2 separate regions of the Mus musculus genome follow, and region 2 is linked to region 1. The links are chromatin contacts, called in public ChIA-PET maps. All regions are on one chromosome and are shown on one strand. Each heading gives the region's core, a stretch centred on a gene start, on an enhancer-like site or on the middle of the called end of the contact. The rest is flanking DNA. Distances are from core to core; before and after follow the strand shown. Region 1 holds the start of Nlrc3 (NLR family, CARD domain containing 3). Region 2 holds the start of Ubn1 (ubinuclein 1).

Region 1 (6,118 bases), core at 1,864-4,363:
GAAAGTAATACATATTCGTTAAAATATTTAAATAACATGGGGCTGGTGAGATGGCTCAGCGGGTAAGAGCACTGACTGCTCTTCTGAAGGTCCTAAGTTCAAATCCCAGCAATCACATGGTGACTCACAACCATCTGTAATGAGATCAAATGCCCTCTTCTGGCATGTCTGAAGACACAGACAGTGTACTTACATATAATAAATAAATAAATAAATAAATAAATAAATAAATTTTTAATAAAATATTTAAATAATATAGAGTATTATCCTTAGTTCTATTCACTAAGCATAATGTTTTGTTTGATGGTTTAGTTTTTTAAAAATTAGGATGGGGCTGGCAAAGTAGCTTAGAGTGCTTGCTGCACAAATATGACAACCAGAGTGCTGGTCCTAGATTATAGGAGAGAACTGATTCCTGAAATTGTCCTCTGATCTCCACATGCATGCAGTGAAACACATGTGCATGTGTGTACACACACACTAATTAATAATAACAACAACAACAGTAATAAACAACTAAAACCTGAGATACAGACACTTGGAGACACAGAAGAAAGTATCACAATGATAAAAAATAAGACATTCACAGCTATAGTTAGACACAGAAAATTCAAAATTGTATATAAACAAATGATTAAAACTGATGACTTAGTTTGGTAGGGTTCTGGACCCAGGGTTAGTGCTCATAAACAGTCCACGTGCTAACGACAACCAAATCAAAACTGATATCATTAAAAAAATCAAATACTGGGAATGAACTTAGCAAAAAGTTTGCAACCTCTACACTAAAAACATCACTGAAGGAGATGAAAACGATAGATCTAGGATCATAAGCATGTATTTCCACCAAGACACAGATTCTAGAATGTTCTTGACAGCTTTACTCAGAATTAGCCAAAGTAGTAAAATCAACCAATACCCATCAACAGTAGCATGGGAAACATGAAAAGGGCACAAACCACTGGCCTAGCCTATCACACGGATGCCCGCACAGTTGGCCCAGCCTATCACGCAGATGCCCGCACAGTTGGCCCAGCCTATCACGCAGATGCCCGCACAGTTGGCCCAGCCTATCACACGGATGCCTGCACAGTTGGCCTAGCTTATCACACGGATGCCCGCACAGTTGGCCCAGTCTATCACGCAGATGCCTGCACAGTTGGCCCAACCTATCACGCAGATGCCCGCACAGTTGGCCCAACCTATCACACAGATGCCCGCACAGTTGGCCCAGCCTATCACGCGGATGCCCGCACAGTTGGCCCAGCCTATCACGCAGATGCCCGCACAGTTGGCCCAGCCTATCACACGGATGCCTGCACAGTTGGCCACTAAAGAATATGCTTTGGGATTCCATTTCCAGGGAACTTAAAATCTGGACAAACCAATCTGAAACAAGAGATGTCAAATAGTCACTTTTGGGGTTGCTTCTGCCTGAGAGGCAGCACAAGAGACCTCTGGGTGCCAGTTTCTACACATTGATTAAACACTACCTGTAAGGTACATCTTGACTTTTGAAGTTGGCAACTGTGCAGAAATACAAATGTAGTTGGACCAACTGAAGTAGATCACTGTCAGCCTGTCCATGGCAAAGGTCAGGATGCTTTCTAGTAGGATATTGTCAGGGCATGGAACAAGGCTAGCTATTGCCTTCTGTAATTGGATGCCCACCAGATAATCTTATTACTGCTAAACAATAAGGTTGTTGTAAACAAGAGGATGAGGCAACCATGTTTTCAAAGGACTTAGATCAGTGCTTCTTGACTCTGGCAAAGCATTATGTCTGGTGGAGCCTATTCTGTGCCATGCTTCTCTGCCAGGGCCACAGACCCGGCCTGAGCCAGGTGAGTCCCTTCCAAATGCCGGCCTTGCCCCACCTAGCTTAGCTAGGGTGGGGACGGGGAAGGGGGGGGCAGGGGGAGGCGGCACTGTTCATATCTCTGGCCACACACATAGTACCTTGGGTTTTTTTGTATGACCTACTCTTTACCCTCATCTCCCTCCCCAGGCCTGACTTAGCAACCATAGCAACTATCTGGTTTCTGAGATCAGCATCCTGAAAGAAGTAACTTCTGCCCTAAGGATACACCACAGCATTGACCTGGAGTACCAGCAAGCAGGTAGATCTAGCCCTCCCAGCAGCAAAGTAGATACAACCGTTGCGGGATGGCCAAAGTGAGCCTGTGATAAGGAGGGGAGCCGGGAGGAGCCCCAGGGCCTAGAAGCCTGTCCATGGGTGGACACCATAGCTAACACTCCCTGTGTTTAACATTCACTAGGCTTTGCAGCCACACCTCTTACAGAGGCCTCCCTTGGTTAGCAGTCTCAGAATGACAAGTTTTAACTAACGCCAGGGTGTGGCTAGGAGTGGCCCTGGGGGAGGGGTATTATGGGAAAGCTGGGAGTTGTATGTAGCACGCCCCTTGACCTTTGGGGTAGGTGCTGGAGTTGTGACTCCACTTACAGGTGGCAAATGAACACAAGAAGAGGGTCACCTGCTTGGGATCACAGCCTTGGAGGAACCGGGTTCCAATCGTGGTGCTGCTTACTTGCAACCTGCAATGCATCCTGCTCCGCCCATGCCATCACCAAGAACACAGAGCTGGGTCTTCTCCCCTAGAACTTGTGGATCATCACCCTGGGCACAAGTGAGTCTACCAGACACTGACGCATCCAGACCCAGCAGCTCCAACACCCAGGGCTCAGCACTCCGTAGCCTCCTCGTGCCCTCAGGCCTTCAGAGCCTCTACCCTCCCTAGCAGCTTTTCCTGAGTCCTCCCTTGCACCGATGTGCTCTGGGTGCTACTTACCTTCCTGCCATGGTGGCTGCTCCAGGGTGCTAAAGGGCTCCGCCTGCATGCTCCTGGGCACAGCTCTGCTCCAGTGAGCGGGAGGCCATGTTTATGGCTGAATGCCTTGGGTAGTCAGTGGCAGGTCAGCTGAGGCTGAGACCTTGGTCTGTCCAGAGCTGAGGAAACCTTCTCTGAAGAGATCAGGGGAGTTTATCACACTGATCACGCCAGGGCTGGGAGTGACAGACCTACCACATCCTGTAGTCCCCAGGAGCCCACCCACTGTCACTGCAGCCCCTCAGCTCTTCCTGTCCTCCACCTCAACCTTCCTTCCTGTCTAGTTTTAAAAGCTAACAGCCTCGCTGACAAATCAGTGAGCTGCTTGGCCCCAGGCTCACCTCTTTGGTTCTGTCACATCCCCCAGAGTAGGGAAGTTATGTTGGATCTCCATTCTGGGACTGAGCATCCTCACAGCATGTGCTCGGGATGGGTACAGTGCCAAAATTGTTGACATTCATTCTCCATCCTCCAACAGACTGTCAGAAGGTGGGGGGTGGGGAAGCAGGGGGCAGGGAGGAGGTCAGCACCTGGGTTTAGGTCACACTGCTGAGAGATAGTCAGTGGGGCCGGAATGCCTGCATGCCTCCAGGCTTTGATACCCAGTGACCTTCCTCTTATTAAAGCACGTCTTTCACCCTAGAGGTGCTTCTGACCTAGCCCTATCCCTGTGAGTCAGTGGACCCTGGAATGCAGCACACAGCTATTCACAGCAGGAAGGTAGGTGTCCTGCTCAGATGCAGAAGAAAGGATAAGGACAAGGACGTGGCTGAGAGCGATCAAAAGAGAAAAAAAAAAGCTTGCAATAAATGGACCATTTAGAATGTCTTCTACTGATGGGGGAGTAGGGAGGGGGGAAGGAAGCCATTTACTGTGACAGCTCTGACTGACTTAGGAGACGTGGTAGCCAAGTGACCAAGGGGCCTTGGGCTCTTCAGCAAGCACACAGAGTTCTCAGGCATCTGTTGAGTTCCGATGTTGAGAGCAGCCTGCATGCAGGGGTGCAGGAGGCATGTGGCAGACCTTTGTTTCCCATGGAGAGGTAGGACTTTGGTGCTAGGTTAGAAATGCTGTTTTGGAACGTCTGCCACCCATCTCTTTCCCTACTGAGCACAGAGGAGCAGGCTGGGAACTTGTGGACACCGTGGCAGACCATGGGAAGCCTGAGGAGGCTCTAAGCAGGGGAAGCAGAGAGCTATAGTCCTGGCCAAGGGGTGCAGCAAAGGTGCTTTGTGGGCCAGTCACACGAGGCCCAAGAGGCTCAGCCTGCCTCCTCCAGAGATCTAGCAGGAGAGGAAACAGCCTTCTTCCTGAGGATCTTGGGGAACATCCTAGTGCTAGCTCCTTCCTCTCCTCCCAGTAATGGCCACCAGCCCCATACATGGGCTATTCTGATGTGTGTGTGTGTGCACGCACATGCATACACACATGCCCAAATATACACATTTCTCCAGGGTCTTCTTCACTCTGAGACTTTGTTACCTGAGAGCAAACAGCAAGGCAGTTAGTAGGCTCAGTTCTTCTTAACTTGGGGAGTGTAAGGCTTCCAGCCTGCAGTCAGGGGCCTTTTCCTATGGTTTCCTTACCTGAGCTAGTAGTTGTTTATCCAAGCTAGGCTGTGGTTCAACACAGACAAGCCTAGCCCATGGCAAGGGCTGGACCACAGAAGTGAACAGGCTAGAGGTCTGTTCATATTACCCAGACCTCCCTGTCCACCCAGACCACATCTGGTGATATGTATGATGTACTTGTGTCCAGCACACATTCTGTGTTGGGGCTAAGTACTTCTTGTGCTAACCATATGAAGGCAGTGTGGTTTCTGGAAGAGGACTCCTCCTCACTTTAATCAATGAGTAGTCCCAGTGCCCATGTAGCTTCAGCATCACCGAAGGATGAGGCAGCCATGCACCTTGATTTCAATCAGCTGGCCCAGTGCTGTGATGCTGGAGCCAGGGTGTTTTGTGGGAAGGTCCCTGCTTGCTGGCCGCTGCTCTGGCTGATGGCCACGCCTTCATTGCCTACGTTCACTTTAACCTACCTCCTCCAGAGGCAGCAACTGGCTGTTTTAAAGTAAGTGAATGATGCTGGATACATAGGTTCAGGGGTTCAGAAATCTATCACTGGACTACCCATGGCACTTGGCTTCCAATTGCCTGCCTGGCCATCAAACGCAGGAATGGTTTCTTTCTGGTTGACCACAACCAGGACACATTCCACAAACACCAAGCTGTGTTCTCACCTCCCTAAGCACTGCTGGCCTCTGAGATCACCTCATAACTCTTTCCCAGGAATCTGTTCTTGATGTCGTAGCTTTCTTATTATAGTGCTAGAAACTTAACCCAGAGCCTTAGGTATACGAGGCAGGTGCTCTATCATCAAACTGCACTCTAGCTCCTAAAAGAATGGCTGGCTGACCTTTCTTTCCACATAGCCTGGAAACAGATCTAGGTCGGTGTTAACAAGGCAAGCTGACTCAGCAGGCCCAACAGGCCCAGCCTGGTACTTGTGACACTCCAGTTGACTGAGACTGTCCCTGGCCTGCTTCCCTGAGCAGCAGCAGCAGCAGCAGTTAGTGCCCGTGAGGACCCCATTAGTGTGATGAACACAGAGACAATGTTCTCGAGGAACCGTTGGTCAGTGGACAGTAAGCAGTCCTGGCACCCCAAGAAAAGAACACGCGCAAAGGTGTTGTAGGCAGCAGAGCAGGGGGCCCAAGCTCACTGTGTGTTCCCGGTGGTTTTCTCAGAGAGGAGTGTCTAGTTTATTTATTTATTTATTTTTAAATAAAGTCTTCTTTGTTTTTATTGCACATTATATAAAACAACTTCACTGTATTTAAAACACACAAGGACACTCACAGGCTGTGAAAACCCAAACTTCTGTTTTTTTCTGGTCCCAGAGTCCACACTGGGTCAAGGAGGCTTAACACAAATGGGTGGAGCCCACAAACATGCTTACTTTGGGGGTCTTCATAGCTGTGCTGGGCCCTACTTGTAGGATGCTGGTGACAGTGGCAAGTATCTGGGCAAGCACAGGGTGCAGGCCGCCCGTCGGTGTCTGGTCTGCCATGGCGGCTGGGCTGGTTTCAATGCTGAGAAGGCTGGACCCAGTTGCCTGTCCCAGAATATAGGGCAGCTGTGCTTGGGTGTGCTGGACACAGAGAGGCAAGTGAAGAAGGCTCAGGTCTTGCTCTGGTCGCTGGTGTGGCCCACTGCCTTTCAGGAACACACAGGATGGGGACCCTGGTTGGGCCAAAGGGGGAAAACTGG
Region 2 (6,069 bases), core at 2,338-4,837, 1.1 Mb after region 1:
CTTACTGAGATCCCCAAAGGTGAAGACAATAGTCACTGTCCTAGAAATGAAGGGTCACCATCTAGCACTGAGAAATGTAGACTCCTATGCAGTATAACCAACACCTGTTTTTCTCATCAGGACAGTCTTCTTCAAGTAGTCTATGACAATAACATGTTCCTTCCTTCCGTCAGTGAGTGGGGATAGTGGTGGTAATGGGAATGAACCCAAGGCTTTACACAAGCTAGACGAGTGCTCTTCTGTAACTGAGCTGTAGTCCAGTCTCAATCATGACACTGAACAACATTCCCTCTTCACAAGCTCTGCTCTCACAACTTAGGGTAGTCTTCCTTGAAATACTGCCACCACAAAGCTCGTAAGCTGGCTTAAGAAAAAAAAGGGGGTAGGGTATATCTGCATTGTGAAGGTCAACATACTATGTAAACTGAAACCCGGAAGAGCACTCTGCCACATAAACTCCTGAATGTGTGAAGCAATTTGTAAGGGACTTTTCAGAAGAAGAAAAAAAAATCACTCTTTTTTTGAACTTAAAGTAACATTTTTCTTTAAACAATAGTAAGTACAGAAACAACTGCTTAAAGAAACCAAGTTACCTAGCCAGGCCTATCCTGTATTGAGGAGAAAGCTATACAAGTTACTGTATATTCAATTGGTTACACATTCTTCCTTCAGTATAACTTTTTAAAGTTTGCTTTCTGTAAAGTCAAACTCTCAAAGCAATGGTCCTAGGTTCTTCCAGTTCAGCACACACTAGGAAATAAAGCTTTGTATTGCAATGACACAGGTAAGTTAGTTTGTTTTATAAATGAGAACAGGATTAAACAAGTATTTTTACCAAATAACACCTTAGCTTTCACTGTACCTCAGACTACACTACATGGTCATTAAAACAAAATCAGCTGGGCATGTAGCTCAGTGGTCAATGGCTTTTCTAAAATGGGCAAGGCTCCGTGTTCTATCCCCAAGGCCACAGAACATTTGTAAAAATTGCTGAGAGAGAGAGAGAGAGAACACATGAGCGCACGTGATATAAACAGCATGCCTACCACATGTAGAGTTATGAACGCTGGTTCTTACCTGAAGGAAATCATCATTAGCCTCAGAATAATTTTTTGCTAGATAAGAACACCACCTTTTATTTAAGCGTAAAGCCAGAGTGAGGAACCATTTTTCACACTGCAGCAAGCCTTAGATACTCATAGAGCAGTTCAGACTCAGGGGAACACCCAAAAGCAACATGAAGCTCTCAGGGAGGACTACTCACTGATCTTCTGTTCCAAAAAACTTCACAAAGAAGCATTTCTTTCCACGTGGTTTCTTTAAGTCCTTGGGTGGATTAACAATCTGAAGGAGAGAAAGAGAAAAGGTATGAGGCGAACCAGAAGGCTACTGGGAAAGTAACTCCCCATGGCTCCAGTGAGGCTGGAAAGCCCAAGATCTGAGAAAGGACAATGTCCAAAAGCAAACCAGGGCTCTATACTTGTCCCATAGATGGGACTTTGCTATTGTGATATGAAGAAATATGTAAATATTCTTTAAATTCTCCATAGCCAACAGGTAGTATATTGTCCAACAGATAGTCTTATTGCAATGACTCGTGGCATAGAAACAGTTAAAACTAACAGCAACATCACCCCTCCCTCCATGTGATGTGATTAATGAAGAAACAGAAAATATTCTTTAAAATACTTTTGTTGTGGGTAGCAAGAGTTAAGACAGGAAGCAGTGAAAATAGGGGACCACCAAGGCACAGGAAATACCATATTGCAAAGAGTCTTCAGACATTTCCTGGATTCCTAGCAAGACTAAAAAGCCAGAACATTTGGAAAGCTATGATGGACCACCTCTTGAAAAATCTGGAATGCCATCTTCTGCAGAGATGCACTGGAGCAGCACATATGGTAACAGGGGAAGAAGATTTAAACTTAGTTGGGACAAAAATACTTTAGCTTTTCACTAACCTACATTTAGACTTCCCTCTTCCTGGAGAATCTGTTTCTTCATCCTTAGATTTTAGCATGCTACATTTTGATTACAATTGATTTCCAAGATAAAAAACCAACCAATTTCACAAGCCCTCTGACTGAAGTGATTACCTCATATTTAAACACTCTGGTTTATGCTATAACTTTCAAAACCGACTGATAACTGGAGGCAAAACACTACATTTTATCAAAATGAGCCCATTTTAAGTCAGTGTTAGAGAATGGAGGAAATTCAACATGTTAACCCTCTCCCTTAGCTTCAACTACCTTCTTTTAAAACCAACAATGCACTCACCTTTCCTGGCCAGGGAGGATACCGGCCCAGTTTCCCCCTAGAGAAAATAATACAAACAGTCAGAACTTGCCCTGGAAAAGCCAGTCCATCTCCTTCAGCCCACTCAACAAGCAATCTATGCTTCTAACTCTAGGCTGAACAAAAGGGCCAGAACAAAAGCAGGCAAACCAGATGGGTCTTTCACAGCTGGGCTCAGGGCCCTCACATATTACATACAAAACTGTATATATATATATATGTGTGTGTGTGTGTGTGTGTGTGTGTGTGTGCCTGAGATCTGTGCACTCTTCCCGAGAAGGAACATAGAAAAACAAAACCATCAGGACGTCACTGGTCTGGTACCTCCCTGGGAGAGTGTTGGAAACTTCTCTCTGTAAACACAGACTTCCCTAAGACTGATTTAATTCACCCCATGATCGGCTTTCCTTTGACAAATGATCATGGAAACCTTCCTCTAGGTAGGGAAACTACGCAGTTCCAAGGAGACAATGGTCACTCTTGGTTTTGGCTGTTGCAGGGGACACAAGGAACAGAACGAGAGGCACTGGATCACCGCCTAGCCATCATTTGCAAAGGAGAAGTCACCCTCCCCTCGGTTTCTTCATGGGGCAGCGCCGGGCAGTCGGATTTCGCCACCTGGAACCAAGCCTCGAGCCCACGTCTGTCCCAACCGAACGCGGGTATGGACGGCTCTGTCTCTAGCAAGGTATCCTCTCCTGCTTTGAGAGGAGGTCCGGAGAGACCCTGGGACTCCACGCCACGCCAGAGTTCTCTGCAGTGGCAGCTGGAGCCAGAGTTCTAGAGCCGTAACCCTCCCCTGGGATGGCCTCAGGGTTCAGAGCAGGGACCGCCGCGGCCCCTCTCGGCCTCGGTCCCCCGGGGACCGGACAGCCTCTTCCGCTCAAGCGTCGTTCACACCGCGGCGGCACCTCCTCTTCCCCACTCTCCGCCGTCCGGAGTGCATAATAAAACTACTCCTGGGCCAGCTGGCAACCCTGCGACCAGGAAAAGCAGCTTCGCGCCGTCTTTCGTTCAGCGCTGGTCGCCAGGACTCACCACACCAAGTCGCCGAGCCGCAGACTCACAGCCGCCATCTTACCACCCAACCACCGCCGCCGCACGGGCAGCCGGGAACTTCAGGTCGCCGCGGCACCGCCCATTGGAGTTGGCCTGACCACGTGACGGGTGTTTGCTGTCATCCGCCTAGCGGATGCGCTGACGTCACCGCGCCGCGGCCGTCCATTGGACTGCTTGGAGGCACGTGACTTGAGCGCCGCGCTCTCAGCGCGTCGAAGCCCAGAGACTCCAAGCTCCCGCCTCCCCCCTCCCCTCCGGCTCGTGACAACGAAGCATCCGCGGTCCAAAGCAGCGGCGGCGGAGGCGGCGCGGCCGGACTAGCGCGAAAGGGAGCCGACTGTGCTGCCCGCTCGCTTCCGGGACTCTAGACTCATTTCCAGTCTTTCCCGCTGCTTCCGTTACGGCTGTTAGGCAGGCGCGGGCCCCGGGCCGTTGCCGAGCCTGAGGTCCCGGGCGGATAGGTGTTGGAGTCCGGTTGCTGCCCTGACTGACCCTGGCGCGGCCTGGAAGCCAGTCTCGGTCCCAGCCCGGGGCAGAAGAGGCCCCGGTTGCCCGCGAGCCCGCGCTCGGGGCGGGAGCTCCAGACTGCTGAGGAGCGCCCAGCTCGACAGTCGGCTTCCGGAGCGGCGTCCCCGCCAAGCGTCCTCGGCGTCGCCCGACTTGTTTTCTTGGACGTGGACTTGGCATATCTCGGCTCCCCCCGCTGGCTGACAAGAGAAAGCGGCAGTTTGTCGAGAGGCTTCCTTCCCGCGGGCTGGGGAGCCGGCCATGGGCCGCGGCGCGGGCCCTCCGCGCGCCCGCCTGCAGCGCTCGGGAGCGGGCCGCTGAGCCGCGCCGCAACCCGAGGGTCCCGGGCCGGCATGAGGACCACCACGGGGGGACGTCTACGGCCCGCGTCGGCTCTGGGGACAACGGTGAGCGCCGCGGTCTGGTCCAGCCTCCCGCGTTAGCCTTCGTAAGTAGTGTGACACTTTGCAAGAAGTTTTGACAGCTGGAAGACAGGTGACAGTAATGGGAACTGGTACCTGCCGAGGGGCAGGGCGGCTGCCCTAAGTTCCGTAGACCGAGTTGAAGCTCGACTTTGAGCAAGAAAAGTCTCACACCCAAGAAAAGGCGGCAGGAGTCTGTGTCAGGGTGGACTTAACTTACAGCTGTACTTTCTGAAGTCAACGCCTGCTCGGAAGGTGACGGGTTCACGCCCCTTTCCCCAAAGCAGTGTCCTTGTAGAGGCTTTGGTTGTCAATTGCTCTGAGAGATGGTGTGGTGGAGAAGCTGGGTGGTTGACCCCAGCTTGTTTTTTCTTTGGAAGAAGTACCACATTTTTCAAGGACTGTCATTTACATTGTGTGTTAATTAAACACGAACTGACCATTTAAAGTGTATTTAAGATTTCATAAAATTTGACAAATGTTCTTAATTTAGAAATTAGAGTTTTCCAGGAATTTAAGAATATTGTAATGACTTGTCTTTAAATGTAAATCTTTACAACTAAATTTAGAAACAATCCCATCAAAGTCAGGAATAGAACAAAGGATACATTGTCTAATGTCCTGTAATTCTAGTTAATGAAATAAGACAGGAGCCGAGTAGTGGTGGCACATGCACTCAGGAGGCAGAGGAAGGTGGATTTCTGAGTTCGAGGCCAGCCTGGTCTACAGAGTGAGGTTCCAGGACAGCCAGGGCTACACAGAGGAACCCTGTCTCAAGCAAACAAACAAACAAAAGAATGAAAGAAGACAGGAAACAAAAATAAATATAAAATAACCTGTCATTTTTGTAGGACTTTGCCTTTCAAAATAAAAAGGGAAAGCCATTAAATAGGGAAAGAAATTAATGAAAAAATTAGCATACAAGTTTTTCTGTTTTTTTTTTGGTAGTCAGTTCAAAAGTAAATTAGTTAAAAAGAATGTATTTATGATAACAAAAACATAAAACAGTCCCTAGGAATACCTGGAAATAGGCTTTTGCATAATATGTTTTTTGTTTTGTTTTGTTTTGTTTTGTTTTTCAAGACTTTCTGTGTGTAGCCCTGGCTGTCTTGGAGCTCCTTGTGGATCAGGCTGGGTTCCATCTTAGTGCTGGGACTAAAGATCTGTCCACCACCACAAACCCATAATCCCATAATTTGCTTTTTAAAGAGAAGAATTTTTTCCTGTGTGGCATACTAATATTCAAGTCATTCGGAGTATTTAAACCCTACTTTGTGGTTTGTTTTTTTTTTCCTTTTTGTATTTTAGTTGGAGATAAGCTCTCATGCAATCCAAGCCTCCTTCTCCTTGTCCAAGAGTGACTTTAAACTTAGGATCCTCCTGCCTCTTCCTTCACAGTGCTTCTATTACAGCTATATATTACCATTCTCATTTTAATTTAATCCCAGTGTGTGATTTAATTGAATCAGGGCCTCCAGTGTGCAAGGAAAGCACTTTGCTGAGTGACATCCCCAGCTCAATCTTAGTGTTTTTGTTTTTGTTTTTTAAGATTTTATTTATTTTACGTATATGAGTACACTGTAGCTGTCTTCAGACACACCAGAAGAGGGCATTGGATCCCATTACAGATGGTTGTGAGCTACCATGTGATTGCTGGGAATTGAACTCAGGACTTCAGGAAGAAGAGTCAGTGCTCTTAACCACTGAGCCATCTCTCCAGTCCCCATTCTTTGCTATTTTTAAAACTTGTAAGTTTTCATTAGTGTTTTATTTACAAATTTAA

Evidence for each region. ChIA-PET counts read pairs in DNA pulled down with a chosen protein or histone mark.
Region 2: a contact with region 1 is called in an RNA polymerase II ChIA-PET map of memory CD8 T cells, with 4 times the contacts expected there. The contact joins the promoter of Ubn1 here to the promoter of Nlrc3 in region 1. A contact is called at or near these places in 2 of 39 promoter capture datasets (embryonic stem cells and liver) and 2 of 115 datasets of contacts at active chromatin or transcription factors (double positive thymocytes and memory CD8 T cells).

Annotation. Positions count from the first base shown.
Region 1 is chr16:3,973,519-3,979,636 of GRCm38.p6, forward strand. It overlaps Nlrc3 (NLR family, CARD domain containing 3), which reads right to left and starts at 3,114. Exons shown (of 18, transcript NM_001081280.2): 1 at 2,811-3,114. The coding sequence starts at 2,859. It overlaps Slx4 (SLX4 structure-specific endonuclease subunit homolog (S. cerevisiae)), which reads right to left. Exons shown (of 15, transcript NM_177472.5): 15 at 5,587-6,118.
Region 2 is chr16:5,046,470-5,052,538 of GRCm38.p6, forward strand. It overlaps Ubn1 (ubinuclein 1), which reads left to right and starts at 3,588. Exons shown (of 19, transcript NM_026666.4): 1 at 3,588-4,312. Glyr1 (glyoxylate reductase 1 homolog (Arabidopsis)) reads right to left here and starts at 3,441. Exons shown (of 16, transcript NM_001079814.1): 1 at 3,337-3,441; 2 at 2,281-2,317; 3 at 1,265-1,344. The coding sequence starts at 3,374.